Linked DNA regions of Mus musculus: region 1 is linked to region 2. The links are chromatin contacts, called in public promoter capture Hi-C maps. All regions are on one chromosome and are shown on one strand. Each heading gives the region's core, a stretch centred on a gene start, on an enhancer-like site or on the middle of the called end of the contact. The rest is flanking DNA. Distances are from core to core; before and after follow the strand shown. Region 1 overlaps Cobll1 (Cobl-like 1). Region 2 overlaps Cobll1 (Cobl-like 1).

Region 1 (6,618 bases), core at 146-2,645, 88 kb before region 2:
AAGCCCCAACTTTGTTCTATGAGGAGCCAGTGGGGATTGGTTCTGGGCATGCTTCTACTTTCTTAAAGCCTCATTTGCTGTGTGTCTGTCAGGCTGTAGTTTCCTGAGTCCAGACAGGGTGACTTTAGAACCTATGAGAGCAAAGGAGCCCTCAAAATTAGCAGCGTGATAGGCTGTTTCATTCTTATGTTAAATGTTCTTATTATTTCTTGAGACATCATCTCACTGTGTCACTGAGGTAGGTCTTGAACTCCCGAACTCAAGGAATCCTCAGGGTCCTGGGTAGCTATAGTTAGAGCATGTGTGATACCAGGCAGTATGCTGACCTTTAAAAAATAAGTCCTTGAGCGTCAGGAGTTGAAGGAGGCTTTTGTCTGTTGTCTGCGTACTGGTTTTCTAACTTGAAGTGCATTAGAGAATGTCCATTACCTTGCTGGTAAACCATTTCAGGACTGGAGAATTCAGCTTACTGGACGAACTTTCCTTACTAGTAATCTCTCCCTTGGTTAGTTCTGACTTTTACTTTGGAGGTAGACTAAGTTGTTAGACATTACAACAAATCATCTTCTAGACTTTATGATTATATAATGAAATGGTTGAGAGCTGGGATTGTAGCTCAGTGGTGGAGTGTGTACATAGAGTGTTGGAGGGCCTGAGTTCCCGTCCCTGCATCACACACCATCAGTGTGCACCGCCCCCCCCCTCACACACACACACACATACACAGACACACAGAGACACACACACACACACAGACAGACACACACACACATCTTATACATAAAGGAGTTGCACACTCATTTGATCTATTTCATATTTTAATATGAATGTGTGTTTTCAACTTTCAGTTTCAGGAAATAAAGGGATGAACATACACTTTTAATATTTTTGTCTTTTTTGGTTTCTAGAGTTAGGGTCTCAGTACGTAGCTCTGGATGTCTTGGAACTATGCAGACCAGAGTGTCTTAGAACTCAAAGAAATTGGCTTGCTTCTCTCTCCCTAGTGCTGAGATTTAAGGCACAAGTCACTACTTGAGCTGATGCACACTTTTAAACGGAACAGAATTTCATGAGAAACTGTAAAAAGGCTGGCATCTTGGGGTAGAACGGTCTTTAGGAGCAGTGAAGCCAGGGCTATCATGTGCAGGGATGCCATTCCTGTAGCCAACCAGAGACATGACGCCTGTGCTAAGGTCAGCAGGTGGGAAGGCTGCTTCTCAAGTACAGTTAGGATCCTGAATCACAGAGGACCACAAAGGGGACTCTCGGTAGCTCAGATCCTGTTCATATAAAAACAGCATCTGCTTTGCAGCTTTTACACTCAGCAGTGACTGTACGGGGTTCCTCTCAGAGGCAGAGCACAGCGGCCTTGCTGAGATCATGTCCTTCCTGCTCTCTGGCCTGCAGATCTGCTTAGCAGAGCCCCGGGCGGAAGGGAACCTGGGCTGGGGAATACTCTGGGTTTTGGGTCTGTCGTTCAGGAAGGTACACAGGAAGGAAGCTGATGCTGGGGTTTACCCAATCCACTGTAAAAGTGTGATGAGATGTTTGCTGGTTTCCATAGCCACATTTCCTGACCTGTCTCGTCCCCAGCCATCATGAAAATGTCACCTTTGGTCCTTTTATTAGAGTCCCATCGTGCAGAAAGTTTACTCAGTTTCTGCTTTTCTGTATACTTAGGTGAAAAAGAACTCTTATCCATGCCATGGGTGTGTTCTCAGTGAAAACACATTAAATGTGATTAAGTTGTAACACTTAGCTTTAAGGTTTTTTTTTTTTTTTTTTTTTTTTTTTTTTAGCTTTAAGGTTTTTTGAGAAGCTGATTTTTACAGCACGTGGAAGGAGTTGAGGAATGCCAGGAAAAACTATATGTAATACATAACATTTTATATTATATCTTATATACTGTATTTGTGATTATATAATACCATAATTTAAATATATATGCATAATAAAAGTGGGCTACTCAGAATGATGCATTATATAGATACAATATATACTTACACATTTATATAACTTATCTGAATGGAATGAAACCTAGATGTGAACTTTGCTGGGGACTTTGATGAAAGAATTCTTTGAAGAGGCAGTTACAAGCTGATATTTTAGGTTCTGCAGAAACATGAGAAGGAAGGAAGTTGTTTCTAGGCTGGGTTTGTGGTTTTTTGGGGGATGTTTTTAGATCAAGTGCCTTCCTAACACGGCTTAGTCTCACTTAGTTTCTAGAGAGACGTTTTCCCTCAGTGGCCGGTGATGTCCTGTCCGCGCTCTGATTTCACTTCTGAGATTCCTCGTGTAGTTTCTATTTTCCTATCTCCCTAGCAGCTTTTCTATTTACTGCACAAGTGCTGGCTCCCAGCACACAACATAAGGGGCACAGGTGAATGGAATTCTTTGTTCTTGATTAATTACAAAGAGTATGTGTATTTTAATGTTTTTTTCCTTCATTTGTATTTTTATCTGCTTCATCTGTTTTTCTTACTGCTTTTGAATGTAGAAGAAGAAAGAAGAATGGTAAGCCTAAAATGAAAACAGAAGAAAACCAGGGCTGGGGTGGGAGTGGGGACCAGCTGACTGTTTTAGAAGCATTCAGAGTTGCATAGTTAACCAGTGAATGTCAAGTGTATGGAGATGTAGCTAGTGGTCTCAGCTGAGAGTCTCTCAGGTGCACTTGTTTTTTTGTTTTTTTGTTTTTTTAAACTGTGTCCTTATAAAAAGAAGAAATTGAAGAGAGACTATCTACAATTAGTCTTAACCTCTAAGTTTTGAAAAGAATTGACCTGTAGGCTCTAGGTGGATAGTTAAGTACTAACACATATTCTCACCTGGTTGGAAATTCAAATAGAAAGAAAGAAAGCTATAAATCAAGTCCTTTGAGAATCAATATATTAATCTAGAGATTAGATTGCTCTTGGGCTCTTGTCTTTCTTTCTTTTCTTTCTTTCTCTCTTTCTTCCTTTTTCTTTGTGTGTGTATATGTGTTTTGTTTTGCTGCTTTTCAGAAACTGTTTGTCTGACAACACCCTCTCTGCTTAGCCCAGAGTGAATGATGGCTATTTTGTATTTTGTGTGCTCTATTTTTGCTTTATGTCTACTCACTCTTGTGAACTGGGTATGAAAATCCCTGACTGACTGCCTTGGTGGGTGATGCCACTTGGCCAGCCACTGTTGCTTACTATTTTGCTTGCCAATCTACTATGAGCCTGGTGATTTTCCATCATCCCCCACATCCTCACCACCACCTCACCCACATTTTTCCTAGTCCTCTCTAACCTCTGCACTTATATGCTTTATTAAAATGGGGCTTGTCATATTCTAGTACTCTATTGCATGCAGTATGCATGTATTTATTTTCAATATTTGCCCCTGCAAACTACCTCTCTTATATTTTGCCTAGAATTACCAGACCTTTGAGAAAAAAAACTTGAAAAATTAACTCCTATTCTCTTGGCTTCCAAGCCAATCCTTTTTTATTCCCTGTATAACCTGCATTTGTTTCTCTATATTGATTGTTCCCTCCCAGTGCATAGGTTTAGGGGATTGAATTAAGATCTTCAGGCTTAGTGCGAGGTACCTTTTACCTACTGAGCCATCTGCCTGGCTCCTAGACTGATTGATTTCTGTGGTTGATCATTTAACTCCTTGCAAATGATTGTATCAATTTCAGGCTTTCCTTCCTTTTTAGACTAACATCTGCCCAACATGCTACCAACTGTGAAACTTAGAAACCCTATATTAAAGTACGTCCTGTTCTGTGTTTTAGCTAGTAGGTGATACTAGAGGAGAAAGTGAGCTTGGGTTACTTACGTATTTGTCATGGAAATTTATTACCTGTGTAGAAGCTAGCTTTAAATCATCACTGTTCAGATTATTAAAAAGTAAAGGGGGCTGAATCACTCAGATTTGATTCACAAGGGTCCACATGGCAGCCCACAACTATCTGCAACTCCAGTTTCAGGGGATCCATCGTTCTTCTTTTATACTTCCAGTGTGCACGTGTGATCGTGTACATATGTGTGTGCACTGTGCGCACTCACACACACAAACACACACATACACGCAGGCAAAACACCCATACACCATTGAAATAAGAAAGTGAAAATAACAACAGCAACTCAAAGCACCTTTCACTGGGAAAGCTCCTGGGTAGCACACACTGGGCCCTGCCTTCGCTCCCCTGTATCTCACCCACCCCCAAAGACTTGCAGTTCCAAATGTCACATCTGCATAGGCTTCTTATATTTTAGATTTCTTAGGGAAAGGTAGTCTTTCCTCTAGTGGTTGTCACACAGGATTTCTGGAATACCTTGGACAAGTTTTCAGCCAGTCCTGCACAGTTATGTAGCCAGGGTTGGGTAAGCCTCTTGTTTTGGGATTGGGTTACGATAAATCACAGTGGTTCAGCTGTAAAGTCTTGCTCCCTGGTTTGAGCCAGTCAGACTCTGCTAATATGGGTTGGTTTGGGGAACAATCCCATCCAGCCACCAGGTCTGCTAACCCATTCAAGAAGCATGGGACAGATGGAATTGGAACTGCTCACATGTTCTGCCCTCATAGCTGCTTTTTAAAGTCAGAATAAAAGGATAATCACATTTTCTAGTAGCTTATTTCTGGCTTGATATATATATATATATATATATATATATATGTATATATATATATATATATACATACACACATATATATATATATATGAACAAATCATAAGTGAAATAGATTTGAAATCGATAATGAAACAATTCCACATGGTTTGTTTTACCCCAGAGCCCTGTGTGGAAACAGAGAGAGCATTTTGATGATAATGCCCATAGCCATAAAAGCTGGGGATTAGGTATGCCTAATGCTACTGCACAGACCTTGAATACTCCTCTAAGACTTGGACTCCTTTGCTGCTGCTGAGAGAAGGTGGACCATTTGGGATTCGGGGACTCTCAGTAGGAAGTCCAGTCATTGGGAGCATGATCTTGAAGGTGATATTTGGATCCTGGCCTCCCTGCCTTCGTTTTTTTTTTCTGTGTTCCATCTCCCATCAGTAAGCATAGTCCTTCTTCGTATGCCCTCTCACCACTATGGATGTTGCCCAACATGGACGAAAAGGAAGCAGCATGGATAAGAAACCTAAGTTAGTATAACACTGTCAAGTTGATTTGACAGTCATTTCATTCAGTTAAACACTGTGTGTGTGTGTGTGTGTGTGTGTGTAAGAGTATTTGAAACCTAGTCTTTTTGATATCTCATATACACAGCACAGTATCAACTCTGATTGCATGTAATATGTTAGACTTCCAGAGCATTTGATATTCTTCTGTTTTCTGATATAGGGAATATAATCTAGTTTGCTTTCCTGTTGCTGCAATAAATGTCACGGCCAGGAGAAACTTAGAGAAGGAAAGGCTTTATTTGGCTTGCACTTTTAGGTCACAGTCCATCCTTGAGGAAAGTTAGGACAGCAGGAAATGAAACCCGACCATGGAGGGATTCTACTTTCTCACTTGTTCAGCCTCTCCCTTGGTTTTTTTTTTTTTTTTTTACATAGTTCAGGACCAGGGAGGGTACTGCCCACAGTACCCTGGGCCTGTCTTCATCAGTTAGCAGTCAAGACAGACTGTCACAGACAGGCCCACAGGACAGTCTGATCTAGGCAATTCTTCAGTTGAGGGTTACCTTTCACAGGTGACTCTCAGTTCTATCAAGTTAACAGTAAAAGTCGACTAGTGCAATGTACTTCAGGGAGGAACAGTCTTTGAGCAGAGTATAGGCACAGAGAGGTGAACCAGGTAAGGTATTGGATGGACTATCAGTGTAGCCCCTGACATTTACAGAGTAATATCAGCAATAAGGAAGAGTAATTTGCTCTGAACCAGGAGTCAAACTCCTTGGTGTTTGTTTGGAGCTCAGTGACTAACATGAGCGACATTGTCATTGACCTGGGCAGTGAGACCCTTGAAGAGTGTGGGGGGGGGGTGTTAATGATCACGTTACACCTGAGTGTCTGAGGAGCACAGGAGACGCAGAGAATGCAGCACTATTCTGTCCAGGGGGATGAGAAGAGAAGGAGCAAGCTCCCTCCGCTCGAGAAGTGTGGGTGACTGAGAAAGAACAAGGAAAAGTCAAGATGTGGAAAGGACAGGAAGTAGGAGGAGGAATCTTTAGAGGCTTCCAGGCCTCTTGAGAATTAATGGTTATTCAGGGAGTAAAACAGAAAGCTCAAGGAAGCTCTGTGCATCGGGGCTCATTAGAAAGGATCTGGGAGACTATGATGGTGGATCTTGGATCTGAAGAAAATGGAACGGTAAAATAATGATTCTCATATTTAGACTCTGTAGTGTGTTTTAAGACTCATTCTCCATTCTCTCTCTCTCTCTTTCTCTCTCTCTCGTGTGTGTGTGTGTGGGGGGGGTCACTGTTTAAGACTCACTCTTTGTCCCCTCTCTTTCTCTCCTGTGTGTGTATATGTGTGGGGTCACTGCTTCCTGAGCAACTCCTCTACTACCTTGAAACTGACCTTCATGATCCTCTCCTAGGTTGCCCGTCTTTGCTTATGTATCCCATCCATTTCCTAGAAATGTCTAAGTCCCCTCAGCTGTAAAATCTGTATTCTATAAGACCATGCCAGTC
Region 2 (5,944 bases), core at 2,962-5,461:
GCTTTGTTTTAACTCTCTTCTCTGAGTACCATTTCTACAGACTCTACTTCTTTGACAGAGGGCTCCCTTGGTCCCGGGTTCCTAAGCCAGGAGCAGTGTGCTGTGCCCAAGCCGCCGGATGAAATCTCTGAGGGCCCTGGAACTCCAGAGGCAGCTGTAGCATCCTTGACCTGTAGGTGCTCAGGCTGGAACTGGCTGGGGCTTTGTATAAGCCATCGAGTATAGATCAGATTGCTCATTACATCCTGTAAAGTGTTCCATAAGTAAATATGTGCACAGTTCCCTCTTTCCCTTGAAGTTTTATCCAGGTCTGAAATGTGCTGTTTTCCTGAACCATCTAAACAAGCAGGGCAAAGTGTAGAGAGAAGCCACTCCGCAGCTCTGGGGACCACTGCTGCTTGTTTTTGGCTTTCTACCATTCTCAAGGGCTGCTTGATCTTTATTATGATCAAGATGAATATGTAAGAGAATGTTTACATAGAATATTTATACTTATTCTCTGCTGAACTCTACCCATTTGCTGCGTGGCTTATTTTCTCTAACATATTCTCAGGTGCTTTTCCTCTTTTAAAAGTAGAATTCCAAAAAAAAAAAAAAAAAGCCAGGCATGGTGGCACAGGCCTTTAATCCCAGCACTCGAGAGGCAGAGGCAGGCGGATTTCTGAGTTCGAGGCCAGCCTGGTCTACAAAGTGAGTTCCAGGACAGCCAGGGCTATACAGAGAAACCCTGTCTCGAAAAACAAAACAAAACAAAAACAAAGAAAAAGTAGAATTATTTTGTTGTAAGATAGCACAATATTATAATTATGATACTCTGATCTCCTCATAAATTTACTCATTTTTAAAAACTCCAAAAAAGCCCTTTATCCTTTCAACTTAGTCGCCTAAAATTAGTATACTATCTCATGCTCCTTGTAATCATGCAAAATTGTTTGAAGACTTTGGCAAACAGTTTGATGAGGATTTTGAGATGAGTAGAGATTAATGCCAGGCCGTTGTGCTAAGGGAGAGATCTCCCAATGTGCTACAGCCTCACCCTTTGGCAGGGTATTTAACGATGCAATGTGCACATGCACTTTCTATATGACACAAGAAGCCTTGCCTGTGGGTATTTCTGTTTTTCAAGAAAAATGAAAGCCACACGAGTACACACAGAGCGCACAGCGTTACAGATTCCCTATTGGTCATTGCCTGCAAAGGGGAAAATACTCAGAGGTTTCTAAACTGTAAAACAGAATTAAGGTGTAACCCCTCCACCCACACAGTGCAGTGGTGACTAGAAAGAGAAGCATGTTTCGGATTGACTTAATAGAATTGTATTTACCAGAGGCATAGGATCTGAAATACTTTCAGACTGTACCTGCCTCTGTCTTTGGAGTGCTAGGATTAAAGGAGCATGCACCAAACTTGACATTCGTTTTGTTTTGTTTTGAGGTTTTTGTTGTTTTGTTTGAAAAGGGTGTGGCTGTCTTGCTCACTTTAGATTAAAGTTCTTAGGAGAAATCATTCTTTTGCCTCAGTCTTCCCAAGAGCCATGTTTCTTTCTTCCTTCCTTCCTTTTTTTTTTCTTTTCATTCAGATTGATTGATTTATTGCTTTTGATTGAGACAGGTTCTCTCTCCAGTGTCCTGGAGCACACTGTAGACCAACCTGGTGTTGAATGCACAGAGATCTGCTTGACTTTGCCTCCTGAGTGCTGGGATTAAAGGTGTATGCCACCATACCTGGCTCATATTATTCCTTAGAGATCAGAAGTTAACACACTCTCCTGTCTCAAACTAAAAGTAAATGTCTGTGTCAGTATATGCATGGTCTGACCACTGTAGCAGTGGTATATGACCCTAGTGCCCCACTCAAGGTAAAGCTAAACTTCATTCAGACGCTGTTATGTCAATGGAGATGTTTAATTTGTTTAAGCAGAAATCAAGAACCTTGTGTATTCTATGACGTCCACAGTTAATCTTGACAAGAACTTTGAGTACTTAGCTGCTGGAATGTTTCTCCCCCTCCCCCTTCCCCCCTCTCTATCTCCCTCTTCTCCCTCCTTCCCCCTCCCTCCCTCCCTCTCTCGCTCCCCCCATCCTTCCCTCCCTCCCTCTTTGTGTTAGTGTCTGCTAGTAGACAGTACAAAAAACTAATATATTATTAATTTGAATTTTAAGTTGTTAATTTGTTTAATTCACATTATGTGACTATAAAGTAACTAATCAAAGGTGTTCATTCGTAAATGCAGTGATGTGGGGTTTGTAAGGTTAACCTTTCATGAACAAAGCCCAGAGTGATAAGCATGGTTCTAGAATGGTGGGACTGTGAGATCACTTGTTTCCTGTGTGCATGTAGCATTCACCATTAGGAAAGCATTTACTATTACTTTGGAACCACATTTTACAAGTCTAGCTAATTATGACTATAATTAGATAGCTAGGATGCTAGATTGCTTAGGGTGAGCAGGGCAGATTAATATTTAGGATTCTGTCTGCATTTCTTTGTAGCTGGTGTAAGCTCTGATTACAGTCTTGAGGAGATAGATGAAAAGGAAGAACTCAGCGAGGCATCTAAAGATCCGGCTGGAAGTATTTCTGTGAAGTCGCCTGACATTGCTTCAGCATCGACTGATATGAGAATTACAGTGGAGAAGGATCCTGATTCAGCCCTCGGCATCAGTGATGGAGAGACCTCTCCAAGCTCCAAGGGAAAAACTCAAGAAGGCAGAAGCACAGAGGGGCAGTAAGTAGTTTCTGTGTCTCAAGTGTTGGTGGTGGTTTGTTGGATTAATGCTTTTCTTGGAAAGACAACTGATATTTTAAGCTTAGCTATAGTTGGCCATGTCTTTTAGATTCTATCTCTCGTACTATCCTTGTTATATGTAATTGTGTTCAAGTGAAAAGGCCAGTTCAAGAGTTGTAGCATCCCCATGTTAGATAACCATCACACATAATGCTGATTAATTGTAATTAATACAATTAATTTGTCTGAGTCTAAAATATTCTGTTTTTTTCCATATATTTTGTCTATTATCTGCTTGAACCAAAAATATCATTGACTTTTCACTTTGTATCGAATACATTTGAGCACTTTCACTACCTGGACTGTGAAACCACCCTATAGTTAGAAGTAAATTAAGCCCCTGCATTGTGACACTCAAGTCTGTGACGCAAGAACCATTGTCCATCTGATGCAGAGGTTTTGAAAGCTCTAGTCCACTAGTGCTATGTTTGAAATGTTAAGATGAAATGCACAAGCCTATGAATAAAGATGAAAGCAAACAAGCAAAATAAGCTTTCTTCATCAGAAGTTTGCCTAATTTGCATGGGATTGTCTTCCTAATTAAACTCTTCTGAGAAAAAATCAGAGAGGTCAATTCACATTCTGATTTATGGAGTTGACTTTGCCAGATTCAAGGCTAAATTGCCCTGTTTATTTCCTTTTGTCTTTAGGATAAAAATAGCTCCTAATAACTAAGTAAAGACATTCATTTGGAAGAGTGTCCATTTTACCAAGCCTCTTACATCTTCCTTTGCAGTAGGACCAGTGTACCCAAGCTAATGTTTGCATTAGCATTTCCTCTGTTCTGTTTTTTCTTTGCTATCAAGTTTCTAATATTTGGCAGAAGGGGGTAATTATTTCAGTCCATCTGTCTTTGAAAAAATTACAGCCTAGTTTCTTTGATGGTCTGTTTGAATTACCTTCATATCTCACATACAGTGTCTTGTCTTCCAGAGGGCCGTATCATCCTGTTGTAGGCCATATAGGCAATGAGGACAGAGTATCTGACAGTATAAAAGACATGAAGACACTGGGCCCAAACCAGGAGAGTGGTGAGTGTTACAAACAGTAATGGCCAGCACTGTCATAGACTGATGAACCAAGGAATGTTCTTAAGGACATGTTGAGGCAGCTCTTTCATGTCTTGTTTCATTTAATACCTGTCTCATTTATGAGTATTTGAGAACTGTTATTCTTAGTTTTCATGTCACAGATGAGTAAACCACGAAGATACTGTCTCATAACTAGTAAGAGGTGGACCTAGGATTTGAACATGGAAAGTACCACAGTGATCCTTTTGCTGTGTTGCTGCTCCTCGTGACGACCCACCTTTTGAGGCTATAGAAGTTAAATTTCAGATCCTAGGCTTTGGGCCTCTGTGCATCTGTCTGTGACCCGAGTTCCTCTCAGTTCCCTAGTGCATGTTTTACTTAATACTCAAATTGCCACACTCTGGATGAAACTTGCCTGCCTGATTTTCAAGCCATCCAGTTGTGCAACATTGTTTGCCACTATTTCTCCATTCTTACGCCCAAATTAAGGCAGTTTCTTCTTTTGTTCATGATGTAACAGGTTCAGTTCTGTCAGTTGGCATAGGGCCTTGCTGTCCTTGAATAGCAAACTGTTTCCATCTACTTTGGCTATTCAGTTTCCATCCACACCCTTCTCCTGTGTTAAATTTGTTACTTGATTACTACAAGCCATGCACTTCTGAATTCCTGGCTTTCCAGCCAACTCGTACAGTGTTGGATAAGGGAACTGAATCTATGACTTCCTGTGAAACTTTTATAGCACAGAACAAGATGCGAAGACACATGTAACATATCTACATAGGACTGCGCTTGAGCATAGAATAATGCTCAGTGGAGAAGTCAAGGAATGCATGATGATACATACATCTTAAGGGAATGAGAAAGCCTATGAAGTCCTATGGTTCATTCTGTGCTAAGTGAAAATTTTAATAGTTATAGAAAACAAACACAGGGCTATAGAATTCCTATTTGGGAAAGAAATGGATAGTTTAATACTATTGTTGTCAATAGTATTGACAATGAAGATGTGTGTAGTGGTGGTGGTTGTGGTAGTGTGTGTGTTTGTCCTGCGTGTACTACAGTACTCCATAGGTAATGTGAATGTGTTTATATCTGATTTTTTTTCCAATTTTAGTATTCTTCTCTGATAGTACATTACAATGTTCTAAAACTCTTCTTGGTTCTGATTTTCATTGTATACACTGTTATGGCAATAGTGCTGCTATTGAAAAACCAGGATTTTATAACTATTACATTTGGGAGTTAATTTACTTACTTATTTCGCAGTGCTAGGGTTTGTATACAGGACTTTGAACACAGAGGGGAGGCCTATAACACTTATGTAGATCCCAGTCTTCAGAGATCTTCCTTACACAGGGCATGAAGATGCATAGCTGAGTTCTCAATACTCAGAAGGCTAAGACACTAACCCTGCTAAAATAGTAAACCTATCTAAAAATCAACCAGTCATCCCCTTTTTAACTTGATAGTCACAGCAGTAAGATTTTGACACCAGGCTAATGGTAGGTTAGTTACAAGAATATCTCAGTAATATTGTCTGTGATCTACATGTACTTTGTAGTAACCTTTATCAACTTGTAGGTGATTTTAGAAAATCATTTCTATTATCCTTAAGATGTTTTATTCCCCCTTTCCTCATATGCACTTATCCAAACCATCGTTTTGTACCATTGTAGAAGTCAATATTAGTTTTGAATCATGAAAAAGTAGAAACATAATGCAGTAGCTACCTTCTCCCTCTATTGGCATCCTTGGAACTGATGCAGCCATTCATAGACATTGGGTGAGCATCATCTGTTGCAGGAAATATCTAGAGCTAACCCGTGTGCCAGGTGATCTCATTCACTCCATCTCTTGGCCTGCCAACTCACCAGCCTGCATAGGCCACATGGCTCCCACCAGGCCATCTCTTGGATGGGCTCCCCTGTGTTCCTCTCACTTTCACACAAGTGCCTCACACACCCCTGGTTAGCCAACTCAACACCTAATTACCCAGTAAAATCAAGACTCTTAATGCTTAGTTAGCCAATCAGATGTATGTATCAATAATAACATGATTTACAAGATGCCAATACAAAATTTCAGAGCCAAATGATAATGAAAAAGCTTTAACCCAATTATTCTAA

The links. Capture Hi-C pulls out chosen DNA fragments and counts their contacts.
Region 1: a promoter capture Hi-C map of adipose tissue shows a contact between it and region 2. The contact joins two enhancer-like sites. A contact is called at or near these places in 1 of 15 datasets of contacts at CTCF or cohesin (CD8 T cells), 3 of 115 datasets of contacts at active chromatin or transcription factors (CD8 T cells, heart atrium and memory CD8 T cells) and 1 of 9 other capture datasets (adipose tissue).

The regions. Positions count from the first base shown.
Region 1 is chr2:65,184,363-65,190,980 of GRCm38.p6, reverse strand. The region is part of intron 1 of Cobll1 (Cobl-like 1); the gene reads left to right. Among named protein-coding and RNA genes, the nearest start is that of Gm13594, 46 kb to the left of the region's middle. Within about 2 kb of position 1,395, at least 131 of the 459 cell types and tissues checked have an H3K27ac peak or open chromatin away from gene starts, as enhancers often do. A contact at or near this core is called in adipose tissue, where this site is marked.
Region 2 is chr2:65,099,943-65,105,886 of GRCm38.p6, reverse strand. Cobll1 (Cobl-like 1) reads left to right here. Exons shown (of 14, transcript NM_177025.6): 9 at 59-172; 10 at 2,493-2,727; 11 at 3,721-3,818. Among named protein-coding and RNA genes, the nearest start is that of Grb14, 80 kb to the right of the region's middle. Within about 2 kb of position 4,211, at least 32 of the 459 cell types and tissues checked have an H3K27ac peak or open chromatin away from gene starts, as enhancers often do. A contact at or near this core is called in adipose tissue, where this site is marked.